Regions from separate parts of the Sus scrofa genome. Here all the other regions are linked to region 1. A link is a contact called in public HiChIP or PLAC-seq data. All regions are on one chromosome and are shown on one strand. The core of a region is the stretch at or near the end of the contact, and the rest is flanking DNA. Distances in the headings are between cores, read along the strand shown. Region 1 overlaps PITPNC1 (phosphatidylinositol transfer protein, cytoplasmic 1). Region 2 holds the start of PSMD12 (26S proteasome non-ATPase regulatory subunit 12). Region 3 overlaps PITPNC1 (phosphatidylinositol transfer protein, cytoplasmic 1).

What was found. HiChIP or PLAC-seq counts read pairs in DNA pulled down with a chosen protein or histone mark.
Region 2: a contact with region 1 is called in an H3K27ac HiChIP or PLAC-seq map of alveolar macrophages. The contact joins the promoter of PSMD12 here to the enhancer-like site in region 1. A contact is called at or near these places in 6 of 47 Hi-C or Micro-C datasets (blood, liver, retroperitoneal adipose tissue and 2 more) and 1 of 2 datasets of contacts at active chromatin or transcription factors (alveolar macrophages).
Region 3: a contact with region 1 is called in an H3K27ac HiChIP or PLAC-seq map of alveolar macrophages. The contact joins two enhancer-like sites. A contact is called at or near these places in 2 of 2 datasets of contacts at active chromatin or transcription factors (alveolar macrophages and skeletal muscle).

Annotation. Positions count from the first base shown.
Region 1 is chr12:13,944,168-13,947,399 of Sscrofa11.1, reverse strand. The region is part of intron 5 of PITPNC1 (phosphatidylinositol transfer protein, cytoplasmic 1); the gene reads right to left. Among named protein-coding and RNA genes, the nearest start is that of NOL11, 90 kb to the left of the region's middle. Within about 2 kb of position 1,614, at least 3 of the 83 cell types and tissues checked have an H3K27ac peak or open chromatin away from gene starts, as enhancers often do. A contact at or near this core is called in alveolar macrophages, where this site is marked.
Region 2 is chr12:13,728,596-13,731,827 of Sscrofa11.1, reverse strand. It overlaps PSMD12 (26S proteasome non-ATPase regulatory subunit 12), which reads left to right and starts at 1,756. Exons shown (of 11, transcript XM_003482961.3): 1 at 1,756-1,965. The coding sequence starts at 1,858.
Region 3 is chr12:13,790,271-13,793,502 of Sscrofa11.1, reverse strand. All of the region lies in intron 1 of PITPNC1 (phosphatidylinositol transfer protein, cytoplasmic 1), which reads right to left. Among named protein-coding and RNA genes, the nearest start is that of PITPNC1, 50 kb to the right of the region's middle. Within about 2 kb of position 1,727, at least 32 of the 83 cell types and tissues checked have an H3K27ac peak or open chromatin away from gene starts, as enhancers often do. A contact at or near this core is called in alveolar macrophages, where this site is marked.

The DNA.
Region 1 (3,232 bases), core at 365-2,864:
CCCTTAGAGCTCCCTAGGCCAAGAAGGAAGCAACCCCAAGTTTTTGCTCAGATGGAGTTTTCTCCGACTTCAAGTAGAAAACGGGCCTCCATGATCACTATTTCCCTCTGCTGCCGGTAGCATACCCCATTCTGCACAAGGGCTAACCAAGGACAGCCAAGGGGGCCGGTCGGAAGGGTTTCTGCCAAGACCATTTTAAGGTCAAGCAACTGCCAAATTTTCAGATGGACAGTGGTTTGTTACTATGCTTATCCAGATATTCCAGAAGAACCATCTGAAAAAGGGCTGCTAAATAAGAATTCTTTTGCACCTTTCCTCTTTTTTTGTTCGTTCTCTCTTCCTTTTTATTACTATTTTTTAATGAAAAGAAAAAAAAAAAAAAAAAAAAAAAAAACCTCTCCTGGCTCAAAGCCTAAAATCTCTTACTTGTGATGCTAATCTCTCCTTCCTGGCTCCATGCCATTGCTGTTGGCTCTGTGCCTGTTTAATATCGTGGTTGCTGATAGCAGGTTGTGTCAGCGTTTCCATTATATTATGAAGCTCAGCTTTAAAAATGTTTCTGAGATGGATGTACAGTCTTCCAGGCAAAGGGTCCTTATTCCACACCTGGTCATCCAAATATGGCCCCGGGGTCCCCAGCCTGCATTTACATGCTTTTCTCTTCATGGCCACTTGGCTGAATGTAAAGGGACTCTGTTGAGCTTTTTTGAAAAAGGCAGTTTTCAATGCAATGCTTCCCTGGAGAGGAGACAAGATGGCAGAGCAGAAGGACCTGAGCTCACCTCCTCTCAGAGCAATATCAAAATCACAAATAACTGTTGGACAACCATCAACAAAAAAGGCTAGAAACTACAAAAAAAAAAAAAAAAAGATATTCTATATCCAAAGACATGGAAGAAGCCACAGAGACAGAAGGAGGGCACTTTCACGATATAATCAAATGTCATACCTGCCGGGTGGGCAACCCACCAACAGGAAAATAATTATATCACAGAAGTTCTCTCACAGAAGTGAGAATGCTGAGCCCCATGTGAGACTCCCCTGCCTGCAGGTCTGGCATCAGGAAGAGGGGTCTCCAGAGCATTTGGCTTTGAAGACCAGTGGGGCTCGAGTGCAGGAGCTCCAGAGGACTGGGGGAAACAGAGTCCACTCGTGGAGGGCACACTCAAGGTTTCACATGCACTGGGACCCAGGGCAAAGCAGTGACTCCATAGGAGCCTGGGCCAGAGCTACCTGAGGGTCCTGGAGGGCCTCTTGGGGAGGTGGGAGTTGGCTGTGGCTCACTCTGGGGTTGAGGACTGCTGGCGGAGGCCCCAAGGAATATTGATCTGTGTGAGCTCTTCTGGAGGTTGCCATTTCAGCACCAAGACCGGGCCCCACCTAAGAGCCTGCAGGCTCCAGTGCTGCGACACCTCAGGTCAAACAACCAATAGGGTGGAAATACAGCCCCACCTATCAGCAGATAGGCTGCCTAATATTGCCTGGCCTCGGCCACCTGGCCTCTAAACACGCCCCTTGATATGTCCCTGGCCATGAGAGGGACAAGACATAGCTCCACTGACCAGTGGGCAGGCACCAGTCCCTCCCACTAGGAAGCCTGCATGAGCCCCTGGACCAACCCCATCCACCAGGGGGCAGATACAAGAAGCAAGAGGTACTATGATCCTGCAGCCTGCAGAATGGAGACCACAAACACAGCAAGTGAGACAAAATGAGAAAGAGAAATATGTGTCAGAAGAACAACTAATTGAAGTGGAGACAGGCAGTCTACCTGAAAAAGAATTCAGAGCAATGATAGTAAAGATGAGCCAAGATCTAGGAAAAAGATTGGAGGCACAGACCAAGAAGATACAAGAAATATTTAACAAAGAGCTAGAAGATTTAAAGAACACACAGATGAACAACACAATGACAGAAATGAAAAGTACACTAGAAGGAATCAGTGCAATGCTTTACTCTCTAAACATTTTTTTTTTTCTTTTTAGGTTCACATTTGCAGCATATGTGAGTTCCTAGACAAGGGGCTGAATCAGAGCTGCAGCTGCCTGTGCTGCAGCTTGCAGCAAGGCTGGATCCTTAACCCACCAAGCGAGGCCTGGGATCGAGCCCACATCCTCGTGGATACTAGTTGTGTTCGTTTCTGCTGAGCCACAATGGGAACACCTTAAACATCTTTTTGAAGGCATCTGAATTTAGGTTTGGCTGAAAAAGGGTCAGGAGTTCCTGCTGTGGTGCAAAGAAATCATTAGGTCTCTGTAGCACCAGGATGCAGGTACAATCTCCAGCCTGGCACAGTGGGTTAAAGGATCTGGAATTGCTGCAGCTGCCGAGATTAAAAAAAGAGAGAGGAGTTCCCATCATGGCTCAGTGGTTAATGAATCTGACTAGGAACCATGAGGTTGCAGGTTCAATCCCTGGCCTTGCTCAGTGGGTTAAGGATCTGGCATTGCCGTGTGCTGTGGTGTAGGTCACAGATGCGGCTCGGATCCCGCGTTGCTGTGGCTCTGGTGTAGGCTGGTGGCTACAGCTCTGATTGGACCCCTAGCCTGGGAACCTCCATACGCAGCGGAAGCGGCCCAAGAAATGACAAAAAGACAAAAAAAAAAAAAAAAAAAAAGCGAGAAATACCACATGGGTATTTGAGGAAAAGTGTGTTTTCCCCCAGGCTTGATAAAATATTTTTACCTGTTTACTCTCTGCTCTCAATCCCATTTTCCATGATTTATGTAAGGCTTGTTTACATATTGAAGACTTTTTCAACCCAACTACTGGATAATTCCCTCATTTATCCCCCATCACCCCTTGTTGCATTAATTCAGACAGCCAGTTTAGGGCAGATGCTCCCCACCGAGGTCCACTCTGGCCACAGGATTTGCTTCTTGGCAGCTGAGGAGGAGGGTGGAAAGAGCAAAGAAGACACAGTCAAACGACTGAGGACCCCAGTTTTGTCCGTTATTAACTGCGTGGCCTTGGGCAATTTATTTAGACCTTTCTCAATCGCAATGCCCTCATCAGCGAACTGATTACAATCGTATCTGCCTTGAGATGTGGTGCATGTTCAGTGAGATAATACACAGCACAGAGCTCTCCACTGTAAACCGTTAGGGATCATGCTTGGGTGCCAGTACCGAACAGGAGCGCTATGAATGCCTACTGAATTCACTCAATTTCCTGATAACTGCAGGAGGCATTTTTCTGTCTGGCACTGGAGGAGTTTTCTGACCTGGTTTTA
Region 2 (3,232 bases), core at 507-3,006, 220 kb after region 1:
CACCCCAGTAACCCAAGCCACAGCAAAGACAACACCAAGTCCTTAACCGCTAGGCCACTAAGGAACTTCCTGAAGTTTTAAAATGCATTAAAATTTCTGGATTTCCTCTTGTGGCTCAGCAGGTTAAGAACCCAACTTGTATCCATGAGGATTTGGGTTCCATCCCTGGCCTCGCTCAGTGGGTTAAGAATCCAGAGTTGCCCTGAGCTGTGATGTAGGTGGAAGATGGCAGCTCAGATCTGGCGTTGCTGTGGCTGTGGCATAGGTTGGTGGCTATGACTCCACTTCTACCCCTAGCCTGGGAACTTCAATATGCCACAGGTGCGGCCCTTAAAAACAAACAAACGAACAAAAAAGTCTAAGAATTCTTCATGTGAAAAGCAATGGATGATTATACTTTGATGTGGTCAGTGGTATAACATGTTGGAAAAATCATTCTACCCTCATGCTTCAAGTAATCAACAGAATACACCCGTGGCAGCTGTAACTTTTGCATTTATAGTTAAGGTAGTGGATATGCATACGAGCAAATGACTACTTCTTTGTATTTCTACTGCAGACATGTTTTAGCCTTTATATTTTGTTTTTTGTTTTGTTTTGTTTTGTTTTGTTTTTGTCTTTTTGCCTTTCCTAGGGCTGCTCCCACGGCATATGGAGGTTCCCAGGCTAGGGGTCTAATCAGAGCTGTAACCACCGGCCTACACCACAGCCACAGCAACGTGGGATCCGAGCCACGTCTGTGACCCACACCACAGCTCACAGCAACGCCAGATCCTTAACCCACTGAGCAAGGCCAGGGATCGAACCTGCAACCTCATGGTTCCTAGTCGGATTCGCTAACCACTGTGCCACTATGAACTCCTAGCCTTTATATTTTGAAATATATTATTTTGGTATTTTGCAATCTTTCTCCTTTACATTAGATCTAGGACTATTTTTTTAATTATGTGTGTAGATGGGTTATATTACCATGATTTTCATTACAGAACAGTTTTTTTGTTTGTTTGTTTTTAAGGTCTATTCAGCACTTATAAAGGGAGCTTGAGGCTAATTAAACTGAGAACCACTAACATAACGGGCAGACCACACTAAGATTTCCATTTGCTTCCCAGGCTACTGTTGACACCTGGACCACACCACACACAACCTCCTTCTCACTTTCAAGGTCTTAAGCTTTTTTAAAAGGGACCTAGATGGTGTGGGTAGTAATGAAAAAAACTTGTATGGTTCTTAAGAATTGGAAATAGGTTCCTATACAAAATCTCGTTTGATGCTCAAAAAGGTCTTTCAGGGAAAAAGCAAAAATAGTCTTTTGTAAAGATTCTTATCAACATAATATTTACCTATTGCACTACCGAACCACTGCCATGGCTTTTCTTATGAGCTTGAGGAGATTTCACAGATGAAGCCACCAAGACTCTCAACCAGAAGAAACCTGAGAACTTTTTTCTTCGGGGTTTCTTTCAGCCTGCTCCTGGAGCCGCGAGAAAACCGAAATCCAAGAAAAGTTCAGTGACTCGCCCATGGTTCCGAGAAATCGCAATATTTCAAAGCAGAGGTGTGAGAAGATATATACGACAGCCTATTTGATAACACTCGCTTTCCTCACCGCAAATTTAGAGAAGTCTGTCACCAGACGAAAACCGGACTTGGCGGGCGGGGCGGAGCCCGCTCCTAGCTCCGCCCTCAGGGCTGTCTGCGGCAGTGCCTGCCTGGCGCCCGGCGCAGGGGTCCTCGTGGGGGTCCTTCGCGCGGGCTGCCCAGGCACTGCCTGAGCGGGTGCGCCGGCGGCTTCCGGTGTGGCTGACGAGTGGTGGCCGAAGCAGGGGGACAGCAAGGGACGCTTAGGCGAGGACCATGGCGGACGGCGGCTCGGAGCGGGCTGATGGGCGCATCGTGAAGATGGAGGTGGACTACAGCGCCACAGTGGATCAGCGGCTGCCCGAGTGCGAGAAGCTGGCCAAGGTAAGGGGAGGCCGGCTGCTTCTTGGCGGGCGCCAGGGGCTGAGTCACGGCGCGGAGCTTGCTTAGGCCTCTGGGGGCCTGCGGGCTGGAGTGCTCATCCCCCTATTGCCTGCAGAAGTAGGAGATCCCAGGTCTGCCTGAATAGGGAGATCCCGCACCCAGAGTACGTTAGGGCTTACAGCTTCCCAGACCTTCCCCAAGACCGATGGTCACTTCAATTCCTGGAGGGGGATGAGACTTCATAGTACTTTTTGCCTTTTCTTGGATTTTGTTTCACGTTTACTTTAGTAGTTTCTCGGGGGTTAAGGCCATTTCAGCATTCACGCTAGATCAGAAGGTTTAGATTCGTTGCTCTTGCCGGATCAATTTCTCTTGTTGCTTATGGATCGTGGCGAAGTGCTTGGCCTTTGGCCAGAAGAAGGGACAGGAAAGTGATAGGACGAAGGTGATTAACACAGGATCCCTGTCCTTAAGGAGTTCATGTAGGCAAGGAGGTAGACAAGTCACGCATGGTGGTGAGTGCTGTACAAATATAAAAGTGTTACTGAAACACAGGAGGAAGCTGTTTGTTCTTAGAGATGGGATAAGGGAGAGTTTTACAGAGAAGCTGACGTTTGTATTAGGGCTTGAGGAGTGAGTAAGATTGGGATGGGGAGGAGTCATCCGCGGAGCAGGACCTGCGGGAAATAGACAAATAAGCACGAAAGTGCAGAGTCACAGGAGCGGGGGTCATGGACAGTAGTTTAGCCCAACTGCTTATTTCCCATGAAAAAGAAATTTTACTTAATCCAAACATTTATCATGCCCCCTGCTGTGTCAGGCAACTTTGTGGGTCATTTTATAGGTAAAGAAACCAAGACTCAGAATTGTTTGTCCGTCAGAACAGTTAGTAATAGATAGAACCAGGGATTTAAATCTAGGTTTGCCTGACTAAGGTTTGGATGGTTGTTGAATCAGTTCCATCATGGGATGTTGTTAAGGATTCTGCTGAGGCCTCATTAAATTCCTTCATCAATCCAGCCACAAACATTTATTGCTGTTCATTTGGGATGCTTTCACTAATAGGGTTTTTTTTTGTTTGTTTTTTTTTTTTTTTTTTTTTTTTTGGTCTCTAAAGGAGCTTACTACCTCAGTACATTAAAACATAATATGTTTAGGGTCAGGAGGGGTGTCAAGTAATACTTCACATTGAATTCTTCGAAAGAACTATTTTAATGCTTTTCTTTTTTCCAGAAAAAGAATTTAGTGGGGCATTACAAAAGACCAG
Region 3 (3,232 bases), core at 478-2,977, 150 kb after region 1:
GCGCCAGGTGGGGCAGATGCTTGGTGAGGTAAACAGGGACCCAGACCTCTTAGACAATCAGGAGCACTGGCGAAAGTGGCATAATCACTCTTGGTCTGTTAGGAAGGTCACTGGCAGCTGTGCATCTGATTAGCCTGGAGCTGGCCTTTCTAACAGGCCAGAAGAAGGATTAGGGTGAGTGAGTGAGGTACAAAATCTATGGGAAGGTCCCAGAACTCAGCAACGCCAGATCCAAACTGCGTCTGCGACCCACATTGCAACACCAGATCCTTTAACCACTGAGCAAGGCCAGGGATCAAACCTACATCCTCATGGATACTAGTTGGGTTCTTAACCCACTGAGCCGCAACAGGAACTCGTGCAATATTTTTTAGAAATCAAGATTAATGCAAAAAAAAAAAAATCCAAATTAAAAGTAAACACAGAATGTTGCTGTTTGTTTTATGAACCTGCCTTATGATGCAACTGAAAGCACCATCCCTCCACCTCCCCCACCCCCCATCACGCTGGGTGGGTTTATGAGGGTGGACAAGGATACTGAAACAGATTGGACAACCTGAGGCTTTATATGTGGTATATTTCTTTTTTTTTTGGTAGAGCTTTTATTAACTTTTCCCACTTGGCTCTCCATATGGGAGGATGTTTTGATAAGTGTACCTAGGGGGGCAGTTTTCCTTGCCTCAAGTCTCCCATATAGCTCAGCAGGGCTCTTCTACAGACCGGGCTGTAAATGAGGAGAGAGAGCCCTAAAGCAAGAGCAAATGCCCAGAGGGTGAAAGAGGAGGAGACCAGATTTGAGCAATATTTCAAGGGCAGAAAAAAAAAAAAACATAAAAAAAACGCAGTAGGAGGATAAACTCAAGGCTCAGCCCCGGCACAGTTTATTCCCCCCAAGCACATCATAAACACTTCGGGGGCAAAAATCACATCCTCCTAGGCTTGTGGATCATTTTGCGCCCAGCTCAATAAATTCCTATTAACTAATTAAGTGGAAAAGAAGAGCTTAGATCCAAAGCCCACACACGACTGAAACCAGAAATGTGTAGTTCCAACTTCACATCTGCCTCTCGCCGAAGAGCAGGGCGCAGTGATCGTGTCCAAACGGTACGGCCGGTTCGGGATAACCAAGACCCTCGAAGTCTGAGAAGATGTTGAAGTCATTTTCCCATCTGATTTTGCATCCTTAGGAGGAAGGAGGAGAAGAATTGAACCCAGGGCTCGGGTTTGTCGTCTGTGCAACTATAATCAGATTAGAAGAAATTCCGGCTGGAAAAATGGTTCCACCTGCCTTGGACAATGAGGGAGAAGGAATAGGGAGCTTTCCGCTTTTCTGTATCAAGCAGTAACCAGATTCCCGCTCCACCGTCCTGCCGGGGAGATTTTCACGCGGCCTCCTGTGCCAGCTTCAGTCCTACCTTATGGGACATGGGGTCCCATCTCTGCGGAGCCATTCAGAGGCCAGTTCAGGGTGGTGGACAGTTTAAGTGACAATCAGAGGTGCGGCGTCACTGAGATGAATCATCAGGTGTGGAAATGCTATTGAGAGAGACTCACAATGACGGGGGAGGCCTTACTAAATAGAAGCCGCCCCCGAACCTAATTTCTGGATGGCTTCAGAAGGCTGAGTTGCCCTAACAGGGAAGTTCACCGCTCATGGCCCAGCCCAGGGCAAGGAGCTATGACTAAACAGGAAATGGGTTACCAAGCAGTCGAACGGATGTAGGAGTGTTCAAAGCACAGGCTCTACTCCGAGACATCCTATAAAGTGAAAGTGGTGCTGTGTTAAGAGGCGTAAGAGGCAGGACCTGCTTGGGTCTCCTGAAGACCTGAATTCTTTGGAAATAACTATGACTTATTTGGAGCTGTGGTTTATCGGGCATCAACTATGTGCCCAGTGCATCACAGGCCTAATTTTTAAATCACCCCAAAAAGGCAGCTCAGAAAGGTGGATTCATGAGCCTGAGGTCACAGAGCTGGTCTGGAAAGGCACTAGAATTCAAAGCCAGAGCAAAGCCAGGCCTAGAGCAAGAAGAAAGTTTTCCTTTCAAGCGCTCAGTGTCTTTAGAGCGGGAGGTAAATCAGGTTCGGTTTTCCAGGGCAGTGTCAGACCCTGTCCTCGACATTCGGTATGTTGCTCAGCATGGATACTTTGCATTCATGATATATATATATTTTTTAATACATCGGGTTGAAAATCGTATCCATCGTGATTATTGAGTTTGGGGGCTCCTCCTTAAATTGGGAGCCCGAGAGACATATCTCACTAGCCTCACCCCAGTTAGGGCTGCATTCCAGGCACCAGGCGACCTGTGATAACCTGAATGCAGCCTACAGACAGCTCTCACTTCAGGCAGATGTTTTCACTCTCCTCCTGCCTCGATAAGTTTTACATCCAAAGCTGGGAAAAGAGGTTTTTGGGTTTTGTCCTTCTTGTTTTAGGGCCACACTTTTGTGGCATTTGGAAGTTCCCAGGCTAGGAGTGGAACCAGAGCCGCAGCTGCTGACCTCCGCCACAGCCACAGCAACGCAGGATCTGAGCCACATCTGCGACCTATATCCCAGCTCACAGCAATGCCAGATCCTTAACCCACTGAGCAAGGTCAGGGACCGAACCTGTGTCCTCCTGGATACTAGTTGGGTTCGTGATTGCTGAGCCACAATAAGAACTCCCGGTTTTGTCTTTTTTTACTTGCTCCTTTGCTTCTTCTGCTTCCCTGTTCGTTTTATTTTCTCCTTCATCCTCTTTCTCTGTTCATCGCTTACAAGAAATGTGGCAAAAGGTGATAAACTGGATGACATTCTACACCAACCCGTGAAGCTACTCAAATGCATTCAAAAAGGAAGCATCTTCGAGTAATGTCACAACCCTTTCCCCTCTAAGGCTGCAGAATATCTTTGTTTCTGTAGGAAATGAGCTTGCATAAGGCTCAGCCCTTCACACATCTGCTTCACAGAAATGTCTCTGAGCCCTGTTACCAGACACAAAATTAAATAACTACTAGGAGCTGAGGCTGTGGGTTGTACTGGTAGCTGGAGGGAGAACAGTCATCCTTTTCCTTTCTAAACTTTTGTTTTTACAAATGTGGTACTGTTGTGACAGAACCCGGGTGTGACGGGGATGATAACGGCCACGCCAACAGCAAACACAGCTGTTTTGAATCCTATTCTGCACAGTCTTAATTAACTAAAGACAGTGCTTGGTGTATTATTCTGTTTTGTTTCCTAAGTCAAC